3 separate regions of the Rattus norvegicus genome follow, and all the other regions are linked to region 2. Evidence: chromatin contacts called from public Hi-C data. All regions are on one chromosome and are shown on one strand. The core of a region is the stretch at or near the end of the contact, and the rest is flanking DNA. Distances in the headings are between cores, read along the strand shown.

The links. Hi-C and Micro-C count contacts between places; a contact is called where the count stands out from the background.
Region 1: a Hi-C map of the A7r5 cell line shows a contact between it and region 2, with 5 times the contacts expected there. The contact joins two enhancer-like sites. A contact is called at or near these places in 12 of 12 Hi-C or Micro-C datasets (the A7r5 cell line, the Rat2 cell line, Schwann cells and 7 more).
Region 3: a Hi-C map of the A7r5 cell line shows a contact between it and region 2, with 4 times the contacts expected there. The contact joins two enhancer-like sites. A contact is called at or near these places in 11 of 12 Hi-C or Micro-C datasets (the A7r5 cell line, the Rat2 cell line, Schwann cells and 6 more) and 1 of 1 datasets of contacts at active chromatin or transcription factors (oligodendrocytes).

The regions. Positions count from the first base shown.
Region 1 is chr10:29,440,754-29,444,577 of GRCr8, reverse strand. No RefSeq gene overlaps it. Among named protein-coding and RNA genes, the nearest start is that of Ublcp1, 20 kb to the left of the region's middle. Within about 2 kb of position 2,372, at least 4 of the 93 cell types and tissues checked have an H3K27ac peak or open chromatin away from gene starts, as enhancers often do. A contact at or near this core is called in the A7r5 cell line, where this site is marked.
Region 2 is chr10:28,752,210-28,756,432 of GRCr8, reverse strand. No RefSeq gene overlaps it. Among named protein-coding and RNA genes, the nearest start is that of Ttc1, 25 kb to the right of the region's middle. Within about 2 kb of position 1,257, at least 4 of the 93 cell types and tissues checked have an H3K27ac peak or open chromatin away from gene starts, as enhancers often do. A contact at or near this core is called in the A7r5 cell line, where this site is marked.
Region 3 is chr10:29,314,349-29,318,506 of GRCr8, reverse strand. No RefSeq gene overlaps it. Among named protein-coding and RNA genes, the nearest start is that of Il12b, 74 kb to the left of the region's middle. Within about 2 kb of position 1,961, at least 3 of the 93 cell types and tissues checked have an H3K27ac peak or open chromatin away from gene starts, as enhancers often do. A contact at or near this core is called in the A7r5 cell line, where this site is marked.

The DNA of each region.
Region 1 (3,824 bases), core at 1,123-3,622, 690 kb before region 2:
TGGCAAAGATTAAACGGGGTAACAGAGGCTCAAGTGATTTTGAACAAAGGCTGGCATGAGGTCAGGTGTTCGTGCAGTTTAAGCCACATGTCTGTAAGTGAGCTGTGCCATTCTTTATATTTTTCTAGTGCTCTGGCGGGAACAATGGGCCTCACTTAACCCCTGGCCTATATCCCTATACAAGCTCTATTAGTCCCGGAATTCTCATCACTAAGAGTGTACTTTTAAAAGGAAAGAAGTTGATTAGACACATACCTTGCAAATAGTAGCACCTTGGTTTTCTAAGAAGCTTAAAATGTGTTCCACTTTAATGTGCACGGGTATGCGTGAAGGTGTGTGCATTACAGTGCAGATGGCTGGGGAAGGCGTCTGATTCCTTGCCATTGGAGTTCCTTGGAATTGTGATCTGCCTGACATGGGTGTTAGGAACCAAATAGGAGTCTTCTGCAAGAGCAGTGTGTGTTCTTGTCTACGAGCCATTTCTCCATCCCTGTAGTTTTATTTACCAACTTGATACACTCTAGAGTCATCTGGGAAGAGTCTCAGCGAGGGACCGTCCTGATCAGGTTGGCCTGTAGGCTTGTGTGACATGGGGTTGTTCACAGTTGATTGATGTAGGGAGACCCACATGACATCATTCCCTGGCGTTCAGTCCTGGAACAGTTATGTGTGTGGTGGGAGTTGCGGGTGTGGGCTGAGCATGAGAAGCATGTGTGTATTCACTGTCTCTGCTCTTGACTGAGTGAGAGCAGCTGCTTCACGTTCCCGTATTGGTTTCCCCAGGATGGTGAGTTATAACCTGGAACTGTGGCCGGATAAACCGTCTCTTCCTTAAAATTGCTTTTGTCACGATGCTTAACCACAGCATCAGAGGTAAAGCTGGGGCCCTGAGACAGGCAGTTTGTTAAGAGGTTTATTTAATTCACAGTTTGAGAGAGAGCCTGAAAGTCCATGGGTGCAGTCCTCGGAGAGCTCTTCCTGATTCTATCCAACTACCGTGGCCAGCAGTGATAAGACTATGCCCGAAAATTTCACACTGTCAGAGCAGGAAGCCAGAAGAGAGTGGCTTACCGTGATGCCTTCCAAGAGCACACGCAGGTCAGCTGGGGTTTAGATCAGGTGTGGCGTCCTTGACCAGCATGTGTAAGGCTTCTGGTTTGATCGATTATGTGTGTGTGTGTGTGTGTGTGTCTGTGTGTGTGTGTATTTTATTTTTATTTTTTATTTATTTATTTTTTTAAGAAGTAAAAGGCTGCGACCAGTCTGGGGACTACAGATTGTATTCAGATGAAAGCCTTTTAATGTAAGCAGAGGAGAGTGCATTTCTTCATTCTGTTATTTAATTTCCCAATTACTATTGAGCTATCATGATGGACTGAGGCGCTAAGAATTCAGTGGGAGCAAGAGGTTGAGATCCTGCCCCAGGAGCAAGTGTCTACACACATGCCCGGGAAATACTGCCCTCCCATATTTCTCACGCTGTCAGTCAATATGGAGAGCAGAAAGCTCAGTGTATCCAAGTCTCACCGCCATCTGTGACTGCTATCCTCTCTCTGTCCAGAGTCCTGACATCAGGTGTCCATAGGCGCAGCCATGCATCATGTGGCAAAGCAAATTCAGGAAGAAGTGCCCTGTTAATTCTCCCCCTGGAAATGCTGTCGCCAGAGCACTGCTCTCCATGGGTCATACACGAGCAGCTGAGAACAAGCGGTCCATCCACAGAGCATCATGCATGCGATGCGTTCTTTCTCCTGGGTGTTCCTGTCGCCTCCTCCCTAGGCTCTAATGAAAGCTCCAGTGTGTCCCCTAATCCTGGCTCTGTTGTCCCCGGGAGTCAGCATCTCTTACAAATAGACGGAAAGGTGCTTCATGACAAGCAAATCCTTCAGGGCATACTTGACTATAAGATTTATGACATTTCAGTCAAAGCAAATATAAAGAAAATAAGTTTAAATGGCCAGAGGAGGACAGTGCACAATTTGAAAAGTCTTGCAACATTTTCCAAAGGATGTAGTTTATAAATGTTTCTTTATAGGAAGATTTCTTCATATTTGTGTGTATGACCATTTGCTTGTATGTATGTATGTATGTATGTATGTATGTATGTGTGTGTGTGTATGTATGTATGTATATATATACATTGTGTACATGTAGGAGACAATGGCGGGCAGGAGAGGGCATCCAATTTTCTGGAACTGCATTTAGGGATTGTTGTGAGCTTCTGGGCAGGTATTTGGAACCGAACCTGAGTCCTTTGCAAGAGTGGTACGTGCTGCTAACTGCTGAGGCGTCTCTATCACCCACAGTTACTCTTTTATTATCCCTTAGCTGGCTCGTTGCTAAAACAAACAAAGCGCATCATTGTTTTAGTGAATCAGCCCAGTTAACGTGAGGCATAATTTTTGTTGTGGTTTGAATGTGAAGTGTGTAGATGTGTCCCCCAGGTTCACGTGGAGGGACATCTGGTCTCCAGCCGGAGGCAGGCCTTGAAGTGGGTACTACCTGGAGGAAGTGGGACACGGACAGCAGGCCTTGAGGTTTCTTAGCTCCACCAAGTTTCTGTCCCCTTTCTATTTTTAACTGCTGATGCTGTGTGACCGGCCAGCTCATCTTCCTACCACCATCCCTGCCTGTCACGGTGGGCTGGATCCTGAAGACCTATGAGCCAACTAAATTTTTAAATACTTTCTTGTCATTATGAGATTATAATTAATGGGGGAGTAACTAGCAAGCGCTCTCTCTTTGGGACAGGACCTCACTGTGTAGCTCAGGCTGGCACTGCTGTCTCAGCCCTCTGCAGACTCACGAACGCCCAGCAGAGCTAAGGTTATGCAGATCTGGTCAGAGTGAAAATCTGTAATAACTTTTGCTCACCCATCTTGAAGTCCACACTGGCCCTTCTGCAACAAAGACAGGTTAGCAAAAAGAAAAGCACAACACATTTATGTATATTAAGATTTATTTAAACATTTACATTTTTTATTTCATGCTTTAAGGTTTTATTTTATTTTTTAAACATTTTTGTTTATGTATGAGTGTACACCAGAAGAAGGTGTCCTATCCCATTACATTGTGAGCCACCATGTGGTTGCTGGGAATCGAACTCAGGACCTCTGGAAGAGCTGTCAGTGCTTTTAACCGCTGAGCCATCTCTCCAGCCAATGCTTTGAGGTTTTAATATAATTACATCATTTCCTACCTTCCCTCCCTCCAAACCCTCTCATATACCATCTTGATCTCTTTCAAATTCATAGCCTCTTTATTCATGAATTGTTTTATTCTCTCTCTCTCTCTCTCTCTCTCTCTCTCTCTCTCTCTCTCTCACACACACACACACACACACACACACACGCAATCTGCTCAGACTTATTGATGTTACTTGACCATATATTTCCAGGGTTGACCATCTGTTATTAGATAACCATTTGGTGTGTTCTTCCATGAAGAAGACTATTTCTCCTGCTCCCAGCATTCCTTAGTTGCCCGCAGTTCTTCCTTATGGCTGAGGCTTCCTGGGCTTTCTGTCCTCTATGTTAACATGTCTGCTAGTGTCCTTGTTCAGCTCATGTTTAGGCAATCACACTGGTGAGACTTTATGAATTTATTTTAACAACATTTTACACAGCCCAGGAACTTTCAGAAATAAAGACCCCATGACTCGTGAAAAATATATGAAAAATGACCAAATGAACACTCCATAGAAACACAGCTGCATAAGAGGTAAGCCATGAAGCTGGGCGTGGTGCCATGCACCTTTTATCTCAGGACTCAGGGCAGAGGTAGGCATATCTGTAAGTTCCAGGCTAGCCTGGTCTAAAACGAGA
Region 2 (4,223 bases), core at 8-2,507:
CTTGCCCTTCCTCTTCCTTCAGGTCCAATCAAATCCTAGGACTTTTCTTTGGGGGCAGACAAGGGAACTACTATTATTCGTGACATTCTTAGTATTGTCATATTTATTATTACAATTATATTTATTATTTTATATATTTATGACGAGGTGAGCAGGTGCCACAACCGATGTGGAAGCCAGAGACAACTTGCAGGAGTCAATAGCACAAAAACTATAGACAAAACCATTCCAAAGGTACGTACACACACACACACACACACACACACACACACACACACACATTTGCAGACAGTTTAGGATCCCTTATCTAGGATCTCCTGAATTAATCACATGGGAGGTACAAGTATCATAAGCCAAACCAGAATTATCTCAGCCAAGTCTTGGTTTTTATAGATGGGTGACTGAGGTTAAGAATTTGGCAAGGGCCAGGGAGACCACTGAGTGGGTAAAGGTGTTCCCTGCCAAGCCTGAGGACCTGAGTTCGATCTCTGGGACACACAAGGTAAAGCAGAGGACCGACTCTTGCAAGTTATCCTCTGACCTCTTCTCATGCACGTGGTTCATGTGTACACACACACACACACACACACACACACACACACACACTTCTTTTGCTTGTGTCTCCAGGACTGTGTGTTTCCCTGCCGCAACTGATAACATTCTCCCAAATGCCTCTTCTTGTTCCTCCTAGAATAGGAGACCTATTAAGGGCCGGGAGGGAATGCTTAGACCTTAGTTCCAGGGAAGAAGAAATAACTTGGGTCCTCCAAAACTACTTTATTGGCAATGGAAACCTTGTTTCGAATTATTCTTACACGGAATCCTGATACAAATTAGCAAGAGCACATAGAGAGGACAGAGGCTGGCTGTCTCCCTTCCTCTTCCCTTCAGTTCCTTCCCAGGCCTGTCCAAGTCACCCTGGGAACTCACGGGTCTGGTAGAGAGAAAGCAAATTGGAGCAGCAGGGTCTGGGGTCAAGTCCTAGCTCTGCATGGCGTCGGGCACTTCATCTTGCTGCCCCTGCCCTTGTTTCTCACCTCACAAATCGATGTGATCCTGCAGCCCACTGAGAAGTAGCAAGGTTCTCTGAGGTTGTTCCCCAGTGTAAACACCGGCGTGTGCAGACGTCTGGACAGATTCGACTTATAATTCTGATCTTGGAAATCTGAAACCACAGGCACCAAAAGCATTTCCTGTGCCGCTTGGATAGTTAGTTCATCGGTTTCTGGTATCTGAGGTCACCCAGGACTGGGGGCGGGGGAGCAGGGGGGTTGGAGTGGGGGTGTTGGGGAAAGGTAGCAGCTGCCTGCCTCCTTCCAGAGTGAGCATTGGCCAAGTAGTAGCCATCACCCCGCCTCCCCTCCCCAGAGAGTACTGGACTCCAGATCAGCCTCAAGGCCAAGCCAGCATGGTACTGACCTCTCCATGTCCCTCACTGTGTCCAGGCCCAGGAAGGCCAGGCTTTACCAGAAGCTCTGGAGATAGGCAGGTCTGTCTGATGTGAACTCCAGCCTAGCGCAGAGCAGGGCCACACTACGCTCTCCGTCCACCCAGGTACTGCTGCATCATCGTTCACTGCTCAGACAAATCTGCTCAGACTGCTCAGAGTAAATCCTGTCAATCCAAGTAAAGGGGCGAGTGGCTTGACAAGCTGGATTGATGGATCTCCCTCCAGACCCGGGATCAAATCCCACTCCCGCCACTCAGCAGCTCGTCACGTTCAGCAACTTGTGTCACACAAGCCTAACCTCGGTTTCTTTTACTCTGAAAAAAAAATAATGGCGTGAACTTTTAACGCCGAGAAGATGAAAGGAGATGGTGACGGTTGAATGTTGGCATAATGTAGAAGACCACCATGCCAGACACTGATGAACAGTCAGCAAATAGCAGTTGTGGGTAGAAGCGATGATTATCCAGTTGTCTACATGGAGATATGAAATTTAGAAAATCTGAATACGCAGACCAAAAGAGCTTCAACCTGTTCGTAGATTTCAGAGCCCTGAACCTCAGGATTCACTTCTTTCCAGGAATTCTTTTGTTTTTTTTTTTGTTTGTTTGTTTGTTTGTTTGTTTTTTCTCTTTCTTGAAATAAGTCTTGTTAGATGTCCAGGAGCATCCTCCTGCCTCAGCCTCCCAAGCACTCACCGTATAGGTGCACGTGCTTATCACAGAGTTACAGAACACCGAGAGTCAGATCTGGTACCTTCTTTCTGCAACCTCAGGGGGTTGAGGCTAGCTTGAGGGCCAGACTGGGCTGCACGGTTTTAGGCAGCCTTAGCTGCAAGTGTGATCCTGTCATAAGACAAATCGAAAAGAATATGGTTTCCTGACACCCAAGGAAAGATTATTAAAGAGATCAGGACAAAATAAAAATAAGATTTTAAAAGATTAATAAAAGCTGGGCTGGTATAGCACACCTATAATCCCTCTAAGCATTTGAAAGGTGAAGCAGGAGGATCAGGAGTTCACAGCCAGCCTCTGCAACCCTGGGCTACATAAGACCCTTTCTCAAGATAATCTATCTTTTTTTTAGTTAATAAAGCACTGCAGGTAGGCTGAAGAGGTGTCTCAGTGGATAAAGTGCTTTCTACACCCACCCATATGAAAAGCAGGACGCCATTCTCAGCCCACATCTACAATGCAAGTCCTGTAGCTAAGGCTCAGGGGACCTCAAGGGAGAGGATGTGGAGCAATTTATCGTAAGAGCCAGAGGGCCAGAATGCCTACTGCTACATAGCGTCTTCTACACCAGACAGGGAAGCTGCACCCAGAGTGTGGTTACCTGAATAAGACCAGCATAGTGACAACACTAGTCTACATGCCAACTCAAGGGAAAGGTCACAGGGTCCCAACCCTAGATCAAGAGCTACAGTCAATCCATGGCTGCTGAGAGGGTGGTAATCCATCTCCTCTAGGGATGAACCCCCTGATGGATTATCTAAGCTAAGTGCTCAGCCCTAAGCACACACATGCACTAAATGAGACAGACAGACAGACAGACAGTAACATTAATTATAGAAGCGGTTATGAATATGCATCAGTGAGGAGAAAAAACACTGGTGGAGTTAGGTAGACAGAGAGAGATGGGTGGAAAGGACATGAATAACATATAAATTTTGAAGCCGAGCACAATGGTCCTCATCTGTAGCCCCTGCACTGGAGAGACGGATCCTGGAGCACACTAGCCAGTCTGTCCAGCCAAAATACCACGTTGTGGCTCCACCTTGAGATCCTGTCTTGAAAAACAAAGTAGAGAATGATTTGAGAAGATGCCCGTGTTGATGTTGGCCTCAACATGCACAGGTATCAGGTCAGCACAGCTGCTCACATATATCGCACACACGTGCATACGTACACACGCGCACACACACACACACACACATGCACATGTGCACACGTGCATGCACAAATTGCAGGTGGTGCTATGGGTATGATTGGGAAAAGAAAGCATATGGCGTCTCAGGCAACACATCCTGTGACTGAGGAACCAGAGACACAGAACAGCTGCAGGCATGCACTGGGGTTCAAGTCAGTCTTCCTACCCAGACCGGGCACCTTATGCCCTGGGCCCGAAAGTCTTGCATGTGAGCTGAGGATCTGTTTAATACTGACCTCCCTAAGTTAGAATGAGGAATAAGTAACAGAAACCATGAGTGAGTTTGCACACATCAGCACTCTTGTTTGGTTTGGTTTGGTTTGGTTTGGTTTGGTTTGGTTTGGTTTGGTTTGGTTTGGTGTGGTGTGGTGTGGTTTGGTTTGGTTTGGGGGACAGAATTTTACTACATATCCAAGTTGCCTTGAACTTACTACATAGCTGAAATGGGCCTCAAATTCACAGCAGTCCCTCTGCCTCAGTCTCTCACATGCTGGGATAACAGGCATGTACCCCCATGCCCTCCAGCCAGCCATTTTCAATATTTCCAAAATCATCAGCTTCTTTAATTTCCTGGTGACATCTCCAGGCATGGAGGCACAGGCCTCTGATCCTAGCACTTAGGATCTGTAGACAGAAAGACCAGGGGTTCAAAAACAGCCTGAGCTACATGGGCTCTTATCTCAAAAGAAGGGCCAGCAGGTACATATGGTTTCCATACAAGCCTGATCACATGAATTCAGTCTCTCGAATCCACAGTGGGAGAAGAGAATGTCTCCTAAAAACATTGTCTTCTGGTTTTTACACATGCACCTTTAAACACACACAAGAATTTGCACACACACTTAAA
Region 3 (4,158 bases), core at 712-3,211, 560 kb before region 2:
ACACACGAAATCTAACCTGATCTTAGAAACTAAGCAGGGTTGAGACTGGAAACCAACTGAATGGATACAGGGGACCCAGTCTCAAAAATCAAAGCAGTAAGAGAACAAAACAAAACTGAAGAAAACCCCAAACCAAGCACCAGCCCCCTCCAAAGCCCCCAAATTAGAAATTATTTGAGGACTTTTGCTTACCCATTGTCCTTCAATCATATAGAAGGATTTATTGAAAACCTTATAGTTAGGGGACACTGTTCAAGGCACATGTTTAAATAGGACAGAGACAGTTGCCATTCTCCACCGTCAGACACACCTGAGTCAACAGGCAGTTGAAATATGAGGCTGAGAGAGAGGAAAGAACTGGAGCTGCTGGATGAACTATTTTTCTGTTGCAATGATAAAACACGGTGACCGAGGCAACTTCCAGAAGAATTAACTTATTTCGGCCTATGGTTTTAGAGGGAAAAGAGTCTATTATAGTTGGAAGGCAAGACAAGAAGGCAGGCATGGGCAGCAGAGTCTGGAAGTTGAGAGCTCATGTCAAGTAGAAGCACATAGCCGAGAGCAAACTGAAGTGGTATGAGGCTTTAAACCTCAAAATCCACCTGCAGTGACGTACCTCCTTCAGCAAGAATACACACCATCTAGACCCCCCTCAACAGTGCCACCATCTGGGAACAAAATTCTCAAATATGTGAGTCTATAGGGTACATTCTCATTCAATTCACCATGGATGTAAAAAGACAAAGATCAGGGATGGCTTCCTGGAGGAAGTAACTGACTGCATGAAGAGTTTGGGGGATATTTAATTCCTTAAGGAAGAGTTGAGGCAAACCTGGTTCTCAGAAGAAGGGAGTATGTATACTAGGGCTCACATCTGTAGGTGGGGGAGAGGTGAAGTGTGAACTATTAGTGTGCTCAACCTGTCACAACAACCTAAGTGTTTACTTATGACTCTAAAAGCTAAAAGTTCAAGACAATGATGTGGGTAGTTTCTTTGGAGATCTTTCATTTTGCTACCGTCTTCTCTTGTCTTCTGTGACTGTGCCCCAATCTATTTTATTTTATTTTATTTTTATTTTATTTTATTTTATTTTATTTTATTTTATTTTATTTTATTTTATTTTATAAGAGTACCAGTTTTCTTGGAGGATAACCCATCTAAATGGTCTTACTTTGACCTAGTTGTCTCTTTAAATTGTCTGTTTCCGAATACAGCTATGTTCTGAGGTGCCAAGGTTGGGCATGTAAGAGTTGGAGGAATGCAGCTCAGCCTGTAAAGGATGAGTAGTGGCTTAGTCAGCGGTGAGGGTAGCCCTCATCTGGAGTCACTAAAGAGTCCCAAGAGAACAGCAGGGCTCCTGGTCCCTTCCACAGAGTCCCTAGGGCAGGAAGGAAAAGTTAGAGATGGCCTGAGAGATGGATTTAGAGGTTGTTGGGCTGAGGCAGATATGAGAAGGTTGAAGCACAAGACATTCTGATAGAGCACCTACTGGGGCAAGTCAGAGCCTGTGGGTGCTCCATGGAAAACTTCACAGAGATTTCGATCTGATGTAGTAAGGGTCCATGGTAGGTCTCTGTGCTGGTTTGATGGGCCTGGGGTGCAATATAGCCAGGTTGCCCCCATTGGAAGCAGTCTGGGTTGGGGACACGGATGGGAACTTATCTGCTGTGGGTGATTTGGGGAGCCTTGGGTTGAATGAGGAAGGAGACTAGCCGTGAGGTTTGCTAGGGAGCTTACAGTGCTTCATACTGACACTGGAGATGTGTGTACCAAATGACTAACACCTCCGCTTCATGGTAGGAAGCTCAGTTAATTATCTAGTCGATGGTCTCTTGTCTGAGGAGCCTTTGGGGTCTGGGAATGGTAAGGAACTTTGGGTATCTTGGGTGTTTATTCCCTTCCCAAGATCTGAGGGAGTTTAATCAGTCCTTGTTGCCTGATGAGTCACTAAATGCCCTCTTAGATGAGTCACCTGAGGCCCCCTCCAGGGAAGGACAGTGGAGCTCTTGGAGGAAGAACAAGCACATGCTTATTTATCTGAGGAAGAGAGAAGAGGGACGTGTTTTCCTAGCCAGTGAGAGCCCCCAGTGTTCTGTCGCAGTGTCCTGACACAGGCATGTATTGTGACATCAATGGATGGAGAGCGCCAACTGGGCTTGAGGGTGTATGATGTGTACTTTTAGTTGTGGTTACAGATTTGTCTTTGAAAATGTCTTTGTTGTGCTGCTTTCAGAAAGACAGCAGCTGACATTTATAGAATCCTCAGTAGCTTCCAGACAATGCACAAAGCACCTGACGTGCATTGTCTTGATTCATCTCTTCAGGCAAGCACCTGGGTTTCTCCAGAAATATCAAAGCACAGAGAAATAAAGCTTTGCCCAAGGTTGGACAGTTTCTAAGCTGCAAGGGCCAAGGTGGAGCCCGGCAGGCAGATGTCAGGACTCCCACAACCCATCACTACGCCATGTAGCTGCCTATGTGGTTGCCATCTTGTGTGTTGGCTCATGGAGGTGGTTTCATGGTCAAACACTCCTGGGTCTCATTCTAGATCCTCCAGTCACAGGTGACAAGATGAAAGGAACTGCATATTCATCTCTCTTCTTCGTTCTGTAGGATGGGATTGCAGTGCCTCCTAGATCAGAGTTTTGGGGTGAGTTTGGTGAGGATGAGTAGATAAAGATTGTAAATCACCTAGACCATTCTTGGAATGCTGAGAATGCTTGTTGTAGATGGTCTCTCCCCCAGATGACTGTATAAGTATCCGTCCCACCCCACACTGTCCCCTTTGTGCTGTTCGGTGGTGGCATTCCTTTCATAAGTACTTGATTTAGAGCCCCAACTCCTGAACCAAAGAACATCTTAGCAATTGCCTTAGCCAACAGAATGTGATAGATCCCTCTGACATGACCTCTGAGAGGAAGTGATTGAGAATCTGGGGACATGTCCCCAGGGAACCAGGAGGTGGAATGTGAAAAGTCTTTTGGCCCTATAACCATTGTGTTAGAGTTCATGAGGAGATCCCACAAAGGGTGACATCCAAAGAGAGCCAGCTCTTCTTGTCCTAGCCCTTTGCATCTTCCCTTCGTAGGCAGCATCTGGAGAGTAAAGCGCCTCATCCTGTCTGTCAGCCTCAGACCTAGCCCTAGCCTCAGCTTTAAGCCATCTCACATGATTCTGAATGGAGCAAAGATAAACATGCCCTACCAAGATTTCAGGTCTGCAAGCACATAGACCTTTCTGGGTCAAGCCTTTACATCTATGGGATTCTTTTTTATTAGTTCCTTGAGAATTCTGTATAATGTGTTTTGGTCACATTTACCTTCCCCTGCTCTGCCCAGATCTACATGCACTTCTCTCTCCCCTTGCCCATCTTTGTCCTTTTTTATTTTATTTTATTTTAAACATATCAAGTCTATTTGCATTGCTCGTAAGCTCTTGAAAGTGTGTCTATCCAGTGGGCATGACAAACCTATAAGGTTATAACCTTAAAGAAAACTGATGCTCTCTCTCCTAGGTATCAATTACCTAGAGCTCTCTGCTAGGGGCTGGATTTCATACCCATTTCCTGTCATTATGCTGGAATTTTATCTGACTTGAGCTTGCAAAGGTCTTGTGCCTACTGCCACAACAGCTGTGTCGTGCGTAAGTGCAGCTGTCCTATTGCGTTGAGTGATTTTTTTTTTTAATGCAGCACTGAGGCACAGTAAGAAAAAGGGATTCAGGTTCACACAGTACTAGGTAGGGGAACAAACAAAAGCGTACTCTACATATATTCAAAGCCTTTCCTTCAACCAGTGGGCAGTGTGGTCCTTGGCAAGGATCTCAGGCCCTCAATCATCTCATCGGTACGATATGGACTAACTTCTTCATCGGTATGATATGACTTTGGAAGGTTATGGAGACAGTAAAATAGAACAGTTCATCACTACTGCGTGGCAAAGCCCTACGGTTTGCCTATGTTGGGGTTTCAATTCAGTCTGACCCCAGGCTACAACCCATTAAACGAGAGTCCATGATATTCTCACCAATTCCTGAAATGTGTACCAGATAGGAACACCCAGGTCTACCTCAGTGCTCATGGTAGGGCATGATTTCTGGCCTCCTGTCTATTCTATGTTCCTTGGTGGGTGGTGCTCTGTGCTGCAGGCTGTATCATC